2 separate regions of the Pan troglodytes genome follow, and region 1 is linked to region 2. Evidence: chromatin contacts called from public Hi-C data. All regions are on one chromosome and are shown on one strand. The core of a region is the stretch at or near the end of the contact, and the rest is flanking DNA. Distances in the headings are between cores, read along the strand shown.

The links. A called contact is a pair of places that touch in the nucleus more often than the background predicts.
Region 1: a contact with region 2 is called in a Hi-C map of stem cell-derived neural progenitor cells, with 5 times the contacts expected there. The contact joins the promoter of B3GALNT2 here to the enhancer-like site in region 2. A contact is called at or near these places in 1 of 7 Hi-C or Micro-C datasets (stem cell-derived neural progenitor cells) and 1 of 1 datasets of contacts at active chromatin or transcription factors (stem cell-derived excitatory neurons).

Annotation. Positions count from the first base shown.
Region 1 is chr1:13,659,696-13,662,728 of NHGRI_mPanTro3-v2.0_pri, reverse strand. It overlaps B3GALNT2 (beta-1,3-N-acetylgalactosaminyltransferase 2), which reads right to left and starts at 1,770. Exons shown (of 13, transcript XM_054660491.2): 1 at 1,429-1,770. The coding sequence starts at 1,540.
Region 2 is chr1:13,193,909-13,196,955 of NHGRI_mPanTro3-v2.0_pri, reverse strand. No RefSeq gene overlaps it. Among named protein-coding and RNA genes, the nearest start is that of LYST, 88 kb to the left of the region's middle. Within about 2 kb of position 1,490, at least 13 of the 24 cell types and tissues checked have an H3K27ac peak or open chromatin away from gene starts, as enhancers often do. A contact at or near this core is called in stem cell-derived neural progenitor cells, where this site is marked.

The sequences.
Region 1 (3,033 bases), core at 521-3,020, 470 kb before region 2:
GTTTTTGTTTGTTTTACTGAACCCTAAACAACCATTAAGGCCATAAACAGACTTAATGAGGCTCTACAAGGAGATTCCAGCAGGGCTCACTCATAACAAAAGAGAGAAACCTGTAACACACAAGCAGCTGTTACAAAGCATTTTTTATATATGGCATTCTCTTCTTAGTTCACTTCACAAAAACCTAAAAAACACTGAGCAAAACCCTGACCCCATTAACTGGTTAAGTGCATAGCAACACTGTACTTTCATTAAATCACTTAAATAGTGTTTAATTCTATTCAGGTCACACAAATCCTTTTCAAAGAGCTAGTGATCTAATAGGAAAAGAGACTGTTACCAAAATAACCTCAACATAATTTCATATAACTGAGACTGTTTTGAGGATTGCCGAATACTTTCTACTTATAAGGCATAGAGTGCTGAACTGCAAACACTCAATTCTAATTTTAAGAACTTTTGGATTAGAAAACAGCTGTTTTGGGGAGAGATGGTAAGGAAAAAAAGTCCCAGTATAGTTACAAAATTAAGTATTACATAATATTTAAAAGAGCTTTCTAGGTTTCTTTCATGTTCTAGGGCAAGCCATTAAAGAAGAAGACAAGAGATACAGGGAAAGCTAAAGTAGTGTTCAGGGTGGTGGAACCCACTAACAAAACAATCGGCTGGGCACCGTGAGTAAAGCATTCTATTAGGCTGTGACGCGAAACAAGAACAAAGGTTTCATTCCTACGAGAGATTAAGTTTTAGAGCAAATGGACATGATCGTTAAAGAATTTGATATTTCCATGTAAACTGCATTAGCAGGTTATGCGATCCAAACTCAGGAACAACTCCACTCTCGGCCATGCCCTATTTCATGTCTAGATTTGTTTAACCGACTTACATCATAATCCAAGAATACGAACTACAGTATATTGTTACAGCAAAGTTATTCCTTAAAAGCAAAACCGAGCCACCTTTGAAAACACGCACACACATTATCCACGGCACTAAAACCCCAGTCTTGACCGAGAAAGACCAACAACTTGGAGGGGAAGAAAACAACTTCAGAGCCAGAGCTCCCAAAGCAGAAAGCGCTGGCGGCTGAAGGGCACACGAGGTTCCGCTCCCGGGCGAACCGGCGGCGTCGGACATCACTAACCAGGCCTGGGGACGGGCGAAGGACTTGCAGCTGCGGGCGCCGGCTCTGCGGCCGTTAAGGGAAACGGGGAAGTGAGAAGCGGCGGGGACACGAAAAGAGAAAAGCTCCCTCAAGTTTGCCCGATGTTAACGCTCCAAGGATGAAAAGAGCCGTTTGTTTCGTCTGGGGACCGTCGCGTTTGGCCCTTCCCCCGCCTCCAACAATTCCCGGCGAAGCCCCGCGGCACCAAGCCGGGCCTCCCACCCCCACGGCGGCCGCCAACCCGCCCGGCCCCAGGACCTCACCTGCAGGGCCGGCCCCGGAGGCGCGGGCGGGCGGCGGGGAGCGCAGCCGCAGCCAGAGGTGCAGCGCGGCCCCGAGCACACACGGGCACAGCAGCACCAGCCAGTTTCGCATTGGCCGCCCCCGCCGCGAGCCGGGCTCTACCGCGTCCCGGCGGAGAGGGAGGGGACCTGCAAGTGCGGAGACTGAGGGGCGGCGGCTGACGAGCGACCCTCCGAGCACGCCCACCCTCGCGCTCGGCGACGTCTGGGGGGGCTCCTCGCAGCTCCCGGCCCCGCTCCTCCGGTCCCTCAGACCGCGGGTGGCCGCGGCTTAGCCGGCCGAAGCCCCGCCCCCTCCGCCTCGCCTTCCCACCGGCTCCGCCCACCTTTTCTCCCACTCGCCCCGCCCTCTCCTCCCGCGTTTCCACACGCGTCCGCCAGCCGGCCGGGAGCTGAAGTCCCGCTCTGGGCCCAGGCAGGGGGCGCCCGCGGTTTAGAAACCACATTTCCCATGAGCCTAAGCACGCACTTCCGTCACTCGGCGGCCGCGGGGACGAAGCGCGAGGCCCCACACAGAGCATGCGCATCCCCCTTGACGTTTGCTGCCACCCCACGGCCCAGGGGAGGTAGTGCCGGAGACCCGGTGCTCGGAGGCTGCCCGGAGCCGCGAAGGGAAATGCGCTTTGCCTCAGATTTGAAGGAAATCCGAGTGGCTCTTGTGTGAAATCACGCAGAGCTCCTTTGTTCCGCGTGCTCTCTTGCTCGACTGCTGTGGGAGGTGGGATCCTGCTGACATCTCCTTGGCCCGTAGAGTGGGGCGAGGAAGCCCGAGTGTCCGCGCCTGGAGCGGTGACTCATCAGGGATTAGCTCTGGTGCCGTGGGTTCCCGGCTCTTTGCCCGGTTCTGTGCTCTGGGAACGCAGGGTGACAGACAGCGAGCTGGGGACTAGGCTGTGGAGCACGATGATGACGAGCCAATCAGGGTAGAACTGCACGTGCTCCGGGTTCATACTGGAGCTGGGAGCGAAACGGGAGCCGGGCGAGCTGGGAGAACGTGGGCTCCGGGGACCTGGGGAAGGGTGGCCGCAGCGCGCCTTCCAGGCAGAACGCCGGCCCCGCGTCTTGCGGCTTTGCCCCGGGTGGGAGCCCTCCTGGCCCACCAGGCCCGCGCCGAGGCAGCCGGAAAGCGGGGACGGGGCGGTGAAGGCACTGGGGTGAGGATGGGAGAGAAGGATGAGAACGAGCGGCTGGGCTATGGGGGCGGTTTTTGTTTCTGCTTTTGTTTTTGAGACGGAGTCTCACTCTGTCACCCAAGCTGTAGTGCAATGGCGCGATCTCGGCTCGCTGCAACCTCCGCCTCCTGGGTTCAAGCGATTCTCCTGCCTCAGCCTCCTGAGTGGCTGGGATTACAGGCGCCCGCCACTGCGCCCAGCTAATTTTTGTATTTTTTTTGTAGAGACGAGGTTTCGCCATGTTGGCCAGGCTGGTCTCCAGCTCCTGACCTCAGGTGATCCGCCCGCCTCGGCCTCCCAAAATGCTTGGATTACAGGCGTGAGCCACCGCGCTCGGCCGCGGTTTTTTTTTTTTTTTTTTTTTTTTTTAAGTTTCCACAAGTGTGGAAACAGA
Region 2 (3,047 bases), core at 241-2,740:
AAGTTCATCAATAAATGAATTGGTGAGAGTTTATTGTCCATATAATAGAGTATGATACTATTATGTAGTTGATCAATGTTCATATGCACATTTATTTAAATGGAAAACAAAAATACGGAAAAGTATAACAGGATCGCATTTTTTGTTATATATATATATCTTACAAAAATATATGTAACAGTATTGTGCGTGTGTGTGTGTGTGTTTACAACATTTCTGGACAAGATTGTAGTGATGAGGCCATTATTGAGTAATGAAATTACTGTTATTTGTTTTTCTTGTGCCTTTATTTTCCAACTTTCTAAATGAAAATGTGCTGAATACAAATAAATAATAATGTAAGATAAAGTAAAAATAAATTTTTATTTAAGGTATTTCTTAAAAAGGGGGGTGAGGAAGGGTATTTAGAGTAAACCAAATCTGGAGCTGGACTCTGCTCTGACGGCGTGACCTTTGCCAAGTTACTTCACCTCCTTAACCCTCAGTTTCCTGACTTACTCAATGGGCACAATAAATTCTACTACATAAGGTTATCCTGAGTTAGTTTTCCCATTTCCATCCAGCTAATAAAAGCTTCTTTCTGCACTCTCTCTCCTGAGCCTTCTCCCTTCTCTGATCCCCTTAACAAAGTGGTTTGAAGCAATCATTTAGCACCACCTGTTATTACTACCTGCTTAGCGACTAGACGCCCACTTATTTGCAAAAGCCCTGCATTTTCTGGAATTAGCCTGCTATTCCGTGTTTTCCACTTAGATTCACTCAGAACCTGGTCCACAAAGAGACGTATGCACTTTTGCATACACAGAATACACTCAGGAATACTTCTGTGTTTTCGTACCTCGGTGTAAGATGCTGAGCCCACGGCTGGGGATCTCGTGTGATGAATGTCTGCAAATGTTTGAGTAAGGAGATGACTTGGGGAGGAAAAGGGCTGGGCTATTTGGTGGAAATCTGAGTTTAGATGAAGAGGCTTGACCATAATTGGGAAGTTCTTTTGCTAGCAGTTGGGCAACTCACCCATATGAAGAAAGCTCTTGAGTGGGACGAGGGGAAGGTCCGAGCATAGCTTCTTTTGGGGAAGTTATCCGGGTAGCCAGGCCTGGGACGCTCCCCGCGCTCCGCCCTCACTTCTCTCTTCCCCCGAAAACAGGCATTGAGAGGCTCTTACTGCCCTCACGTGGCCCCTTCTGGAACTGTCTTTGAGGAGACCCGCCCAGATTTAAACTGAATCACGGGGGCTGGAGAGCACACACGCAGGCTTGCCACTTAAGCTCATCTGTCCCCACTTAAGCTTCTAGCTACCAGGAAGCCGCTCTTCGAGCCTGTTTTCAAGCCTTTTTGGCCCTTCCGTCTCTTAAGTCCATGTTGTCTGAGCAAAGACCCTTTCTCCGTTGTAAGGAATTCTAAATCCTTTCGGCTGCAGCTTTCAGCAGCGCCTGGCATCCTGGCGGAAGAGAAAAAAGGGAAAAACAGCAGCCCAACTTGAGAACCAGAGCTGGGCCGTGACGCTGCTGCGGGGGACTCTGGGTCCCGTCTTCCCCGCTTTCCAGACCTGTGGTCTTCAAATGTGCTCGATAGTACACTCCCTAAAAGAATTTTTGCAAAGTCCTGTTTTTCCCTGTTAAATCAAGTTTAGCCTAAAGCTACTCACATATTTTAAGTTCAGCCTAAAGGTTTCTCTGTGCCTATAACCTAAAGGGAAGTGTAAATAGTCCCTCTCCCCCTTCACCCTCTCCTCTCCCGCTTTCTGTTTCTGCCTTATCTCTCTGACTCTTCTGCCTCCCTCCTGTTTTTAAGGGCCTGCCTGGATAACCCAGGATAATTTGCCTGTTTTAACGTCAGCTACTTAGTCATCTAAATTCCATCTGCAAAGTCCCTTCAGAGCAGTACAAAATTAGAATCTTGAAACCTTTAGAATTCAGCCAGCCACAACAACGATCAGCATTTTGCCAACCTTAGGTATCCAGGAGTTTTTGTTTTTAATTACAGTGATTTTTAAAAAACAGCTTATTTATTTATTTGACAGGGTCTTGCTCTGTGGCCCAGGCTGGAGTGCAGCGGCATGATCATAGCTCACTGTAACCTCAAACTCCCGGGCTCAAGCAATCCTCCTGCCTCAGCCTCCTGAGTAGCTAGGACTACAGGCACTTGCCACCACACCCGGCTAATTTTTAAAAGATTTTGTAGAGATGGGGGTCTCACTATGTTGCCCAGGCTGGTCTCAAATTACTGGCCTCAAGTTGTCCTCCTGCCTCAGCCTCCTAAAGTGCTGAGATTACAGATGTGAGCCACTGTGCCCACCCAAGACAGCTTTATTGAGATATAATTCACATGCTATGTAATTCACCCAAAGTATATCTGCAATGGTTTTGGGTATATTACATTATTAATTTTAAAAATTGTAAAATATGTATATATCATGAAATTTGCCATGTTAATAATTTTTTTTTTTTTTGAGACAGAATCTTGCTCTGTTGCCAGGCTGGAGTGCAATGGCACGATCTCAGCTCACTGCAACCTCCGCCTCCCGGGTTCAAGCGATTCCTCTACCTCAGCCTCCTGAGTAGCTGGGACTACAGGTGCGCACCACCACACCCGGCTAATTTTTTACATTTTAGTAGAGACCAGGTTTCACCATGTTGGCGAAGATGGTCTTGATCTCCTGACCTTGTGATCCGCCCGTCTTGGCCTCCCAAAGTGCTGGGATTACAGGCGTGAGCCACCGTGCCCAGCCATTAATAATTCTTAAGTGTACAAGTCACTGACATTTATTACATTCGCAATATTGTGCAACCATCACCACTATTTCCAATACTTTTCATTTTCCCAGGTAAGAATTCTGTAGCCATTGAGCAATAACTCTCCATTCCACCTCCCCACAGCCCCCGGTAACCTTTGATCTACTTTCAGTCTCCATGAATTGGTCCATTCTAGATACCTCATATAAATGGAAGCGCATATATTGCTTGATAGTTTGTGTCTGGCTTATTTCCCACAGCATAATGTCCTGACGGTTCATCTGTGTTGTAGCATGTATCAGGATTTCA